2 separate regions of the Anas platyrhynchos genome follow, and region 1 is linked to region 2. A link is a contact called in public Hi-C data. All regions are on one chromosome and are shown on one strand. Each heading gives the region's core, a stretch centred on a gene start, on an enhancer-like site or on the middle of the called end of the contact. The rest is flanking DNA. Distances are from core to core; before and after follow the strand shown.

Region 1 (6,012 bases), core at 1,686-4,185, 41 kb before region 2:
GGACCTGCATTCAGCGGGGCTGAATTGGCCTGCTCCTCAGAGAGCTTGGGCAAGGCCCGGCAGCTCTTGCCCTTGGAGGCAGCTTCCACGGGCGGGAGCCTGGGCAGCCCCTCCGGCAGGCTCTGGGCTGCGGCGCTCGACTCCGTCGGCTGCACGCTCAGGAAGGTCGGGAGCTCGCCTGCACCAGCTGGCTTGCAGGAGCTGCTCTGGTTCGGGGGCAGCTGCCCTGTCGTGGAGATGCCAATCGAAAGCAGGGGGGTTTGATGATAAGGAGACCAGCCAAGAGGCAGGAGCTGAGGGTTGGAGGGTTTTCCATTCACGGGGCAGCGCGGGTACACACTTCCCTGGACGGGGTTCCAGGTGGAGATGTCCTTGGACTGACACAAAGGAGCTCCCGGAGTAACTCTGCCGTGAAGCCTCCTGGCAGGATCCTGCTGTTTCTCTGCTCCAGCTTGGTTGGCTTTCTTCCCGCAGGGAACCCCGGTGCTTCGAGGCTCTCCCTGGTCAATGATGGAAATAGGTTCCTGCTTGGGAAGGTGGCGCGGGTCCCTGCTGAAGCTCACGCCGGGGTCCTTGCTGAGCAGCAGGGAGGCAGGCACCGGGTTGGCGACGCCGACGTAGGTGCCCGGAATGGTGCTGATGAGCGTGGTGTTCTTCACCCAGGAGCCCTGCTCTCCGTTCCGCAGGAAGTCGGGGAAGATGACGAAGGGCGGGGTGGCGCTGAGACACGAGGTGACGCTGCTGCCCGTGCTTTGTGCTGCACGCTGGGACTTGGACAGGACCGTGGTGAGAAGCGCTTTGCCGCTGGTGTGCACGGGCGTGAGGATGGGCATCGGAGGTGTTTTGCGCTGGCTGGGCGGAGGCAGCTTCTGGCGATTGGACTTGGAGGAGAGATCGAGCGGCATCTCGCTGCACTCCGGAGAGGAGACCATCTCGCGCTCCAGCTGCGGAGGAGACTTCAGAGGAGAGACTGAAGTAGCGGTCCCCGGTGCATGCGGCTCAGGCGCTGCCGGGGCTCTGGCGTGCGTGCCAGTGCCAGAAGAGGGAGCAGTGCTTCCGCACGATGCTGCCGGTGCAGGCTGGCTGGGCGAGAGGGAAGGGCCAGCTGTGGACGGGGGAGCGCCCTCGGCAGCGGGCTGGGCACCACTTCCACCTGAAGGTGAAGAGCAGCTCAGCTCCACGGACACCACTTTGGCATCCGGAGCCAAGGGCCTGGTGACAGAGAAGGTGTAGGGGTAGGAGCGCAGCTCTGGGGAAGCAATAATGCCTGGAAGGCAGCGCTCGTGTAGGTAAGAAGGCAGGACAGGGAGGGTGAGCGTGGAGGAGACCCCTAAGGTGCTTGGAAGTGTAGCCACAGTGAGCGGCTGCCCGCAGCTAGGTGGTGGGATGTACACTAGCGACTGGCTCGGGCTCAGAACTGTCCCAGGCTGAAAGGACAGGGGCACTTTTTGCATAGCAGGGGCCTGAGATGTGGGAAAGCACACTCTACTCAACGTAAAAGTAGCAGGGGTGGAGGCTGAGGTGTTGCAGCCGGAAGCAACCACAGACAACGTCCCTTCTGCCAGCACTGCTGGCCCTTGTGCTCCAGTGCTCAGGGTGGTTTTCTCCTTCCCAGCAGGCTCGCTCTCTGGAGCCGCAGAGCAGGCTGGAGGAACGTCAGCCTGCTTGTCACTGGGAGGATCTGCAGGTGTCCAGGCAGCATCAGCACCACTGCTCTCCTGCTCAGCGGCTCTGGGGATCGCAGGCTCCTGCCCTCTGCCATCCCCCTGGCTTGCCAGAGGGCCCTGGACGTCATCTTTCACAGTCTTTCCCACACACTCTGCGTTCGGGTTGGGATCAGGCGGCTGCTCTTCCAGTTTGGGTCCAAGCTTTTCCTCCACCTTGCCGTCTGCATCCTGGGCACCGCTGCCATCACCGCTGACCGCTGTGAGCTCCACCTGCAACCAGAAGGGAGAAGATGACCCTGAGAAGCTGTGCAAGCTGTTTCAAGCTCCTAGCGAGGCAGGCAGGACGTTCTCCCCGTGTCCTGCGGGCAGGGCTCAGGAAGGCCATGCCAACAGCTCTTTCCAGCTTTGAGCATCGCTCTAAGTGCACCTGGGTGCATCCCTCTGGAGGGGGGGCCTGCAGGACCCCTTGGGTAGCTGTTCCATCAGAGAAAAGGCCCTCTCTGCCCCTGATGGGCACACAAGGAGCTCACCTTGGACAGGCTGCTGCTGACACAAAACTCTTGAGACCCCAAGTGCTGGGAGCTGCTCGTTTTAGACTCCTCATCAGAAAGGGGGGCTCTCCTGGGGGAGGAACAACAACCACAGCGTTACCACACCCGGGGCCAACCCCAACACCTCCCGCACCCCGTTATTAGGGCCAGCAGAGCAGCCTGCGGGCAGCAGCAAGCAGCGTGCTCCAGCTGCTCACCGGGGCTCCGAGCGGCACCGGGGCCGGGCCCGGGGCCCTGCTTCGGGGCCGAGGCGGCTCCACCCCGGCGGGCAGCGAGCGAGGCGCCAGAGGGCGCCCGAGCCCGGGCGGCCCAAGGAGCTGGACAGCGGGCGGCCGCCCCGCCCGGCCCGGCCCGGCCCGGCCCGCGAGGCCTCGGCTCCCCGCAGCCCCCGTGCCCGTTCCCCACACGGGAAGCCGGGGGCAGGTCCCAGCCGCCCGGCCCGGGCCCCGTGGGCTGCCCCGAGCGGCCCCTCGAGGCCGGCTGAGGCGCAGCGCGGCCGCCCCCCCCCCCCCCTTCACCCGCCCCCGGTGCCTCCACACAAGGGCCGGGGCCGGGCGGCCCGGTTGGGGCTCGGAGCAAAGCCCCGAGCGGTTGAGGAGAGGTGGCTGGAGGGCGACGCCGTCCTCTGGTTGTTATCTGAGGGCCGCAGACGATCCCTGCCCGCGCTTCTGCCCCAGATGAGGCTGGGCTCTTCCCTATCCCGCTCTTAGGGCTGGCGCTGGGAGGGCTCGCTGCCAAAAGCCTCCGCTGAGGAAGGCAGGGAGACGACGGGCACGCGCTGCCTGTGAGCCTGTGAAGCTTTCCAGGCTCTGGCAAACGTTCTGGGTGTGTGGAGCCTCCAGGAAGGCACCGACCCATCGGTTTGGAGAGCAAGAGCGAGCCTCGATCGATGCTGCCTCAGGGCCACTAATCCTCCCTCAGCTCCTGTTTGGTAGTGGCTTGTCACCGCTCTCCCACCTGATGGTTAGGTCTGCACTGACCCCCCCCGGGTCACTGGGAGCTCTTCTTAGTAGCTTGGCTTGCGGTGGGTCAAGCCTTTCACAGAATCACAGAATTTCTAGGTTGGAAGAGACCTCAAGATCATCGAGTCCAACCTCTGACCTAACGCTAACAGTCCCCACTAAACCATATCCCTAAGCTCTACATCTAAACGTCTTTCCCTTCAAGCCTCTTTCCTTTCCCTTGCGGTTAAGGGCACAAGTCTGACGAAGCTGATGGTGTGCACAAACAGCACAGCCCTGAGACCCACCGGTGCAGCCGAGGGGTCCTCTGCAGAAAGCAGAGACCTCACCCCTCGGCCCGATCCCCTACTAAAAGCAGCAGCCCCACCGGAGCCTCTCTCCCAGACCCCTCGCTCACGTTCTCCACCTCCTTCCCCCGGCAGGCCACCCACGCACCTCACCTCTCCTCGTTGAGGCCACACATGCGAATCCGCTCTGTGCTGGTCCAGTTGTGCACCCCGCTGTAGAGAGGTGCTGTAGAGATCATGACAACTGCTCGTCACCGACCAGGGCCTGCTGGGGCTCGAGGGGCCACTCTGCCTACAGAGAGCAAAAAAAAAAATAAATAAAAAATAAAAAGCGTAAACCAGAGGCTTGGTAACTCCTGCCAGGACGACCATTCAACCACGGTTATCCCCGTTGTATCATCAGGCAGGGTGGGTGTAACGTGCGAGATGCTTCAGGGCTGGAAGGCGACTGGAAGATATAAGCAGTGCCCCAGGACGGGATCCACAGTCCGCCCGTCCTCTTAATCAAAGATCTTTATTGCCCAAAAGCCTCCGGCTACCGCCTCGCGAGTTTCACACCGGTGAAACCTCACGAACAGGCGAATCCTTTGCAAGATTCCCCCGGTTTTCTTCCCGCTCCGGAGGAACCTCCAGCACAGGACAAAGAGCCTCGAGACAGACCTTCGCCCACGACGATGATGGCCTGGTCAAACACGGACACCCCCGAGGCTTCGTATTACTTCGAGAAACCAGCATGTGCCGGGTTCAACGCGGAAAAACTCAAACGAGGAAGCAGCTGAGGAACCCGAGGGGGGGGGCAGAGGTTTGCCAGCAGTGCCATCGGACGTGCCGTGATGCAAACACCTCCACGCCTCGGCACAACAGCACCTTCTGTCGGGAAGGTGCCGGTATTCAGCGGAGGTACGGGGTGAGGAGGGGGGGGGGGAAAACACGAGGAAACACAGAGACTTGCGAGCATCCGCGCTGCACCGTCGGCTGGGTGGAGCTTTTGAGGGAGGCTATCGCAGCCAATCGTGCAGCGCTGGGTGTTGGAGCATTAAGGCAGCTTTGCTGCTGAAGTCGTATCAGGGAAAAGGCGAGGAAAAGGAGGAGAGGATCTACGGCACGACGCAGCTCGGAGCCAGCAGGGACTGCCTGCAAACGGCGGAGATGCTGCCAGGGGGGTTCCCGATTCCGATGAATTGTAAACACGTGAAGGGAAAGCAGGCAAAGAGGCAGAGGGGTGTTCTTGGTGCAGCGGGGGAGAGTGGGAAGAGGCTAAAAGGGCCACGTGATCCCAAATCTCCGTCAGTTGTCTTTTCCCTGACAAAATCCTGGCGACACAAGCTGTGAACAGGACAAGAGGTGGCTCGCACGATCCCTTTATGCTGAGACCAGCTGCAGAGGGACCGTCAGGCCGAACTGACTGCACCCCCTGGCCGCAGCTGCTGCCAGGTGTCCTCGCCTAAGCCCGAGGATGCCAGTAGGGATCCTCTGAAAATGGAAAAGAAAGGCCAGGCGCGTAGGAGAAATGGGGGCAAGGCGCTTTGCTGGCTAAAAAAGAAGCGCCGGACACATCTGCACGTACGAGCGAGCAAAACGATGGAAAGGGGAGCCACGAGAAGAGGGGGGAAGCTACTGAGAGCCACGCTGTAAGAAGGAAGAAATACTCTATCATGGAAGGGGGAGCTGGGCCAATTCTAAGGCAGAGAGCAGGGTCATACCCAAAGAGAATGAGAGGTGGCTTGGAGCAGGAAGGGGAGGAGTCTTTCGATGCTTGGAGAGAAATGCAACATAAAGGAAATAGGGGAACAAACAATCTGCGGGGATTTCACCATCTTAGGCTAAACTGAAAGAAGGGGAGGAGAAAGTTTCTGCCCCTGAGCACAGTGACAGGACAGCTGTTTCGGGAGGACTGGGAAGGGACCTTCTGTGCGAGTGGGAAAGGGGACGCACGCGGCTGCACGACGCAGGACGGGAGTTTGGAGGCAAGCTGAGGCATCAAAACAAGCAGGGAACAGGCACGGCCCGAGAATAGGTCTGGCGAGGGAAGCGGTAACAAGGCGGTGCATGGGGCTGGGAGAAGGGACACGTTTTGAGCACTCGAGTAAGAGCCGGCCAACAGAGGAGGTGGGATGGCCACGAGAAGAGAGCCAGGGGGGCACAGCCACGGAGACGGACGCCGTTTCGTGAATTCTTGGTCTCTGCCCTCTACGGATGATGCGGGAATCGTGCCAAAGACACTCCACAGGGAATGGAAAAGGAACAAGGGAAAAAAAAATAAAAGGAAAACCAAGATTTCGAGTATGAGAAGGGATAAAGCACGGGGAAAAGAGCAGGCACGTTCTCAAACACGGACTGGAAGGAACGGCAAAAGAAGAGCATCCTTCAGAGCACCGACTAGGAAGGTTGTGCAATGCCGAGCCAGAAAGAGCAGCTGCAGGGTGCCTGGATCGAAGAAGACTTGTAGTTGAGTCAACACAAGCAAGCCCCTCTTCTACGCTAGTTCAGCTTGAAACGGCTGTAATTAAACCAGGAGAAACCCCTTGGAGAACACAACTAGGGC
Region 2 (5,598 bases), core at 1,447-3,946:
GGGTGGCGAGGATGCTCTCACCCGCGGAGCCGGTGAAGCCGGTGAGCCAGCCCAGACGGGAATCCCTCTCGGCGATGTACTCGCTCTGGAGAGGAGGATGGGGCCGTGAGAAATGGCCGGGGGGGGGCCATCCCGCACCCTGGGACATGGGGGGGGGCTGTCCCCTTACCATGTGGGCGTCCGTGGAGGGCACGATGTAGGCGTGGGCGCTGTGGGCGCGCATGGCGTCCCGCAGCGCGGCGAGCCGTGCCGTGGTGTTGGTGGCCGTGGGGGGCAGGTACTGGTGGTGGGGGCATTTTGGAGGTGGTGTTTTTTTTTTTTTTTTTTTGGAGTGGGAGCCCTGCATGGGGCTCCCTGGGGGGTGTGGGCGCTGTGGGGACTCACCGGTGGGTCCACAGAGCAGTTCCGAATGTCGGTCCAGGGGGAGGCGGCTTGCTGCGAGTGTCCTGGGGGGCAGGCTGGGGTGCAGGGGGAGCCCAGAGCATCAGGAGGGGCTCCAGCTCCTGCTCAGCCTCGGGCAGAGGCACACGGCCCCTGGCACTCCTTGGGGCCACGATGGGGTCTGGATCTGGTCCCTGTCCCCCCCCGGCCCCACCACGGGGACGTCTCCCACGTACCCTGCAGAAGGAGCAGCCAGGCTGCGATCCACCGGGAGGGCTGCATGGCTGCTGGGCAGCCCCCGAGCTGCTGGCAGAGGAAGGGACGTTTGGTTTTGCTTGGATCCGGGGTCCCTCCTCCTGCGCCTTTGCCCCAGGGGCGGGGGGATGCCGGATGACAACCCCCGAGCAAATATGGGGGGGGGGTCGTTGCCCTATTCACTGAGTGCTTCTCCCTTCCAGATAACCAGATAACAGCAAACAGCCAAAGCCGCACAAAGTCCAAAGATCCTCCTGGAAGCAGAGGTGGAGCTGTGCCAGCTCAGCCTGGCACGAACCAGCTGCCCGGGCTGCTAACCCGGCACCGAGAGCTCTGTGGGGTGCTGCTGCGTCCCCCGTGCCCCCCGGGGAACCCCTTATCCAGAAATACCCCCCCAGGGACGAGGCTGTCCCGTGGAGCGGGGTTGTGGGCACGGCACCGTCCTCACCCGGCTCTGCGAAATGTCACCCCCGAGGTGGGGATGGGGTGAGGGCATCCGGGGTGCTGTGCAACGGCAAAGGGGCTGGGGGGGCTGAGCTGAGCTCCTGAACCTCTCTCCAGTGCGTGTGGAAGAGTTTTGGGGCAGCAGAAACACGTGCAGGGCCCCGAGTGGAAGCACAGCACGCCTTCAGCACGAGCGAGAGCGCTCTGGCTAACGGAGCGACGGGAAGAATAAATTCAGCTCCCGTTGGTGTGCCGGGCTTGAAAGGCTGGCGAAGGAGACAAAAGGAATATTTTAGCATCCTGACGAGACAGGAGGCACATTTGGCAGTGGCGTACAGGGGGAGGGAGCAGGCTGAGACACCAAACCATGCGCACGGCCTGGGGACCAGCGCCCGCACCCGAGGGCGGTGCCGGCTGGGCAGTGCCCTTCGTCCCTCTGAGCCCGTGTGCTCAGGACTCACCGTGGTCTCCACCTTGCAAAAAAAGCTGATGCGAGGCATAACGAGCCTGGAGCCCGGGGCCTGCCACGTTTATGGCACGCGTATTTCCTCTGGCTTGGTTTAATGACTGCTCCACCGCCGCTGGAGAGGAAGCCCGGCTGCAGCGGTGCCCGTCCAAGGGTGGTGGGTGCTGCCGGGGGGAGATGTGCGGTGCCAGCCCCCTCCAGCACCGTGGCAGCAGGACCTCGTGCAGCAGGATGCAAGCTGCTGGGCGGCTGGTAGGGCCTACAGTAAACAAACAGGTGCTTCACAAGCAAACCTCCCTGAGAAAACACCAGCTGGGCAGCGGGCTCCGTGCGATGGGCGGGGAGGGGGCTCTGCCGGCTCTGGCCCCAGTCCCGGGGCATCTCCCACGCGAGTTTTTGCCCCCCTTCCCCGGCTCCCTCCCCGCCGTGCCATCCAGCAGGCAGGGATGCTGCGCCCCGGGCCGTGTCGCTGGGGTGCTGCCGGCCACGAGGTGGCACCACGACCCTGCTGCGGGCTGTCCCCTGTCCCCTGTCCCCTGTCCCATCCACTGTCCCCTGTCCTCTGTCTCCTGTCCCCTGCAGAGCCCGGGGGGAGCAGGGGGGAAGCGGCAGAAGCCAGAGGCATCGCCCCCGAGTCTGCAGCCACGCCGAGCCCGGGCGCAGTCGTGTCATGGATGGGTCGGGGGCACCTCCCCGGGTCCCCCTTTTGGGTTCTCCCCAGGCTGGGGCTGTGGAAGGGTCACGCAGGGGGGGTCCGTGCCCCCACAGCTCCGAGCAGGGGCAAGACAGGGCCAGGTGGGGGGACAGCAGTGACCCCGAAGCTGCCCGCGATTGTCACGGGCACAAAAAGTTTCTGCAGGATGCGTCGGGCAGGTTGTCACCGCGACCACCGGGCAGCGCTTTGCTTCCACCCTGGTAATTAGCAAACCGTGCTAATCACCAAATCACAGAACCAGCTGGATTGGGAGAGAGCTCCAAGACCACCCAGCCCAACCTCTGACCCGACACTTCCAAGCCCTCCACTAACCCACATCGCCAAGCTCGACATCTGCGGCGCATCCAAGGCGCTCCCCGGGCAGCGTCAACCGGACGAGGCTCATCCAGCGCCGCGCGTCCGGTGGGGCCCGGCCCTCCCGCGGGAGCTTTCCTCGAAGACGGGGCCGGAGGAAGGCTTGGGGGAGACATCCTCCCTTTGTGGGCTATTGTTAGCCTTCCGCCACCTGCGGGGCCACGGCGTGACTCAGGCCGGGGTGATGCGCCCGAGCAAACAGGACGCGCGCGGGGCGGGAGGGAGCCCGCTGCGGCCCCAGGAATGCGGAAGCGAGGGCGCTAAGTAGCTGATAGCCAGAGAAAAGCCCCCCCGTGATGGACAGGCTGGGAGATCCTGGCTGATGGACGCAATGGGGGGGACGTGGGGGTCGCTGCCGTGTCGGCAAAGCACCCCCAGGTCCTGCCCGTGTGGGTGTCTCGGCTTCCACCACGTGGGTGCCTGCAGGAGGTGTCACGTCGTGGCTGTGGGGACGTGGAGCTGTCACTTCCCTTTGTCCATCTGCGGATCCCCACTCGTGTCCTGGCCGTGCCTCAGTCGTTACCGTGTTGGTGGCCTTACAGGGGCAGTTTTGGGGTGCCTCGTGCGGGGGTCTTGCACCTCTGCTGCCCTGGTCTGCATGCAAGCATTGGGGTTGGAGGGGACCTCTCCATGTCACCTGGCATCCCCTGCTCAGGCAGGGGCACCCAGAGCAGGTTGCCCAGGACCACTTCCCACCTGCTTTTAAATCTCGCCAAGGGGGGAGGCCCCAGAGCCCCTCTGGTCACCCCCACAGTAACGCAGGCTCCCTGAAGGTCAGACATTAACACGCCGCGGTTCAGTTTTTGCCTCTTGCCTCTTGTCCTGTTGTCGTGGTCATCGTCTTCAGAAGAGCCTGGCTCTGTCCCCTTTGCGCTCTCCTTTCAGGCTCACAGAACAGGCCAGGTTGGCAGGGACCTCAAAGCCCACCCAGTTCCCACCCCCTGCCATGGGCAGGGACCTCTCCAGGTTGCCCAAAGCCCCAACCACCTTGGCCTTGAGCATCTCCAGGGATGGGGCACCCCCAGCTCCTCTGGGCAGCGTGTGCCAGTGCCTCACTGCCCAGAGCTGAGCGCAGGGCTCCAGGAGGGGTCTCAGGGGGGCAGAGCAGAGGGGGACAATCCCGTCCCTCGCCCTGCTGGCCACGCTGCTGTGGGTGCCGCCCAGGACACGGGTGGTTTTCTGGGCTGCCAGCACACGCTGCCAGCTCACGTCAAGCTTCTCATCCACCAACACCCCCGGGTCCTTCTCCTCAGGGCTGCTCTCAATTGCTGGGCGCAGAGGCGAGACCGAACACCTCCCCTTTCTCCCCTCCTAAAAACGGGGTGAGGTTTCCCCTCTTCCACTCAAAGGAGACTTCACCTGACCACCACGGCTTCCCAGACCCGACGGGGAGAGGCTCGGCAGCTACACCCCCCGGCTCCCTGGGGACCCTCGGATGCGCCCCACCGGCTGCCCCCCGCCTTGTGCACGCTCAGCCCGGTGCCTACCGCGGGGCTCAGCATCCCCGGAGCGGCACCGGGGGGGACGTGGCCAGGACGGCAACGGGGGGGTCCCGGAGGGCCGGGGGGGGGGCTCAACCTCTGCGGGCGGAGGGGGCGGAGCGGGGCGGGCGGCGGAGCCCCCCCGGGGCGGGCGTGCGGCGGGGCCGGGCCGGGCTCTCGCCGCCTACAAATGCGGCGATCCCGGAGCGGGGCCGCCACCGCCGCCGCCCCCGCCGCCTCCGCCGCTTCCCCCCCCCAGCCAGCGGCTCCCCCCCGTGCCCGGCGGAGCATGGCGGAGCGGCGCTGGCTGCTGCTGCTGCTGCTGCTGCTGCTGCTCTGCCTCGCCCTGGCCGCCGCCGCCGCGGGTGAGTGCGGGGCCCGCTGCGGGGCGGAGAGGTCGGGGGGGGGCGCGGCGGCTGGCAGGGAAGCGGCGGCCCCCGGGCGAGGGGGGAGGACAAAGCGCTTTTCAGGGAGGTAACAAACCTCGCTCTGTCCGCCCCCGGGGCTGCGGGGCCGGGAGCCGGCCCGCCCAGGGCCCCCGCAAGCGGCCGTGCCACCGGGTGCCGGGGTCCCGTCGGGTGCGCAAAGGGCGCAGCGCCCCCGAGCCCCCGCTGCCGGCCGAGGGCTGAGGGCTGGGGAGGTGGGGAGGGGGCTGCGGGGGGCTTCGGGGAGCCGGGCGGCTTTGGGGTGGGCAGAGGGAGCCGAGTCGGGGCCGTGCCGTGCCCGTGGCTGCGCTCCCTGCAGGTGGCCCGGCGGCTCCAAAGCCAGGAGGGCGCCGCAGCATCCCCATCCCTCGCGCAGGTGGTGGTGGATTTTTATTTTTTTTTTTTGGGGGGGTAAGGGGACACGGCTAACGCTCTTCTTGCCATCCCAGGGCCGCTGCCGGATGGGACGGGGCCGCAGCGGGGCCGCATCCGAGTCCTGGTGCGGCCGCGGGGTGCGCGGCGCGGGGCTGGGCAGCGGGCGGGTGGGTGGCGAAGGCTCCGCCGCCCCCGGCCCCGGCTGTCCCACAAGGGCCCCATGCCCTTCTGACCCAGGTGAGTGGCTGTGGGGCACTTTGGGGGGGAACTTGGGGACACCACACGGTGCTGCTGGGCTGGGGCTCATCCCACCGCGCTTCTCTCTCGTTGTAGGGTCGCCAGCAGCCCTCCAGGGACGCCTGCCCCACTGCCAGCCCTGCTCCCTAGCCTGGTCTGCTCGGCCCTAAGCCCCCTGCTTGGGGGTCCCAGCCGTGAGCCCTGGGCTGGCGACACCTCCACCACCGTGGCTGGCCCCGGGTTGTGTCCCGTGGGCGGCACCGTGTCCCCTCGCCGCCTCCCGGGCTTTGCCCCATGCCCGGCTCGCCGGGTCGGTGGGCTTTGCAAAAAGCACTTTGTAGGGCAGAGGAGCTCCCTCCCTGCCCCGTCCCTGTCGCCCACCTGCCCCGGCAGCGTGGCTGGGGAGGGTCTATTTATTCTCGTGGTGCTGACCCCGCCTGAGCTGCCCTCCCCTCCTTGGCCACC

Evidence for each region. Hi-C and Micro-C count contacts between places; a contact is called where the count stands out from the background.
Region 1: a contact with region 2 is called in a Hi-C map of subcutaneous adipose tissue, with 1.8 times the contacts expected there. The contact joins the enhancer-like site here to the promoter of APLN in region 2. A contact is called at or near these places in 3 of 8 Hi-C or Micro-C datasets (liver, skeletal muscle and subcutaneous adipose tissue).

What each region holds. Positions count from the first base shown.
Region 1 is chr10:8,960,329-8,966,340 of IASCAAS_PekinDuck_T2T, reverse strand. BCORL1 (BCL6 corepressor like 1) reads right to left here. Exons shown (of 14, transcript XM_038184546.2): 2 at 3,621-3,759; 3 at 2,198-2,288; 4 at 1-1,937. The coding sequence starts at 3,706. Among named protein-coding and RNA genes, the nearest start is that of BCORL1, 8.2 kb to the right of the region's middle. Within about 2 kb of position 2,935, at least 2 of the 8 cell types and tissues checked have an H3K27ac peak or open chromatin away from gene starts, as enhancers often do. A contact at or near this core is called in subcutaneous adipose tissue, where this site is marked.
Region 2 is chr10:8,919,348-8,924,945 of IASCAAS_PekinDuck_T2T, reverse strand. APLN (apelin) reads left to right here and starts at 2,696. Exons shown (of 3, transcript XM_072042819.1): 1 at 2,696-4,570; 2 at 4,971-5,133; 3 at 5,230-5,598. The coding sequence starts at 4,051. The coding sequence ends at 5,128. XPNPEP2 (X-prolyl aminopeptidase 2) reads right to left here and starts at 752. Exons shown (of 21, transcript XM_038184537.2): 1 at 618-752; 2 at 385-458; 3 at 170-280; 4 at 22-85. The coding sequence starts at 663.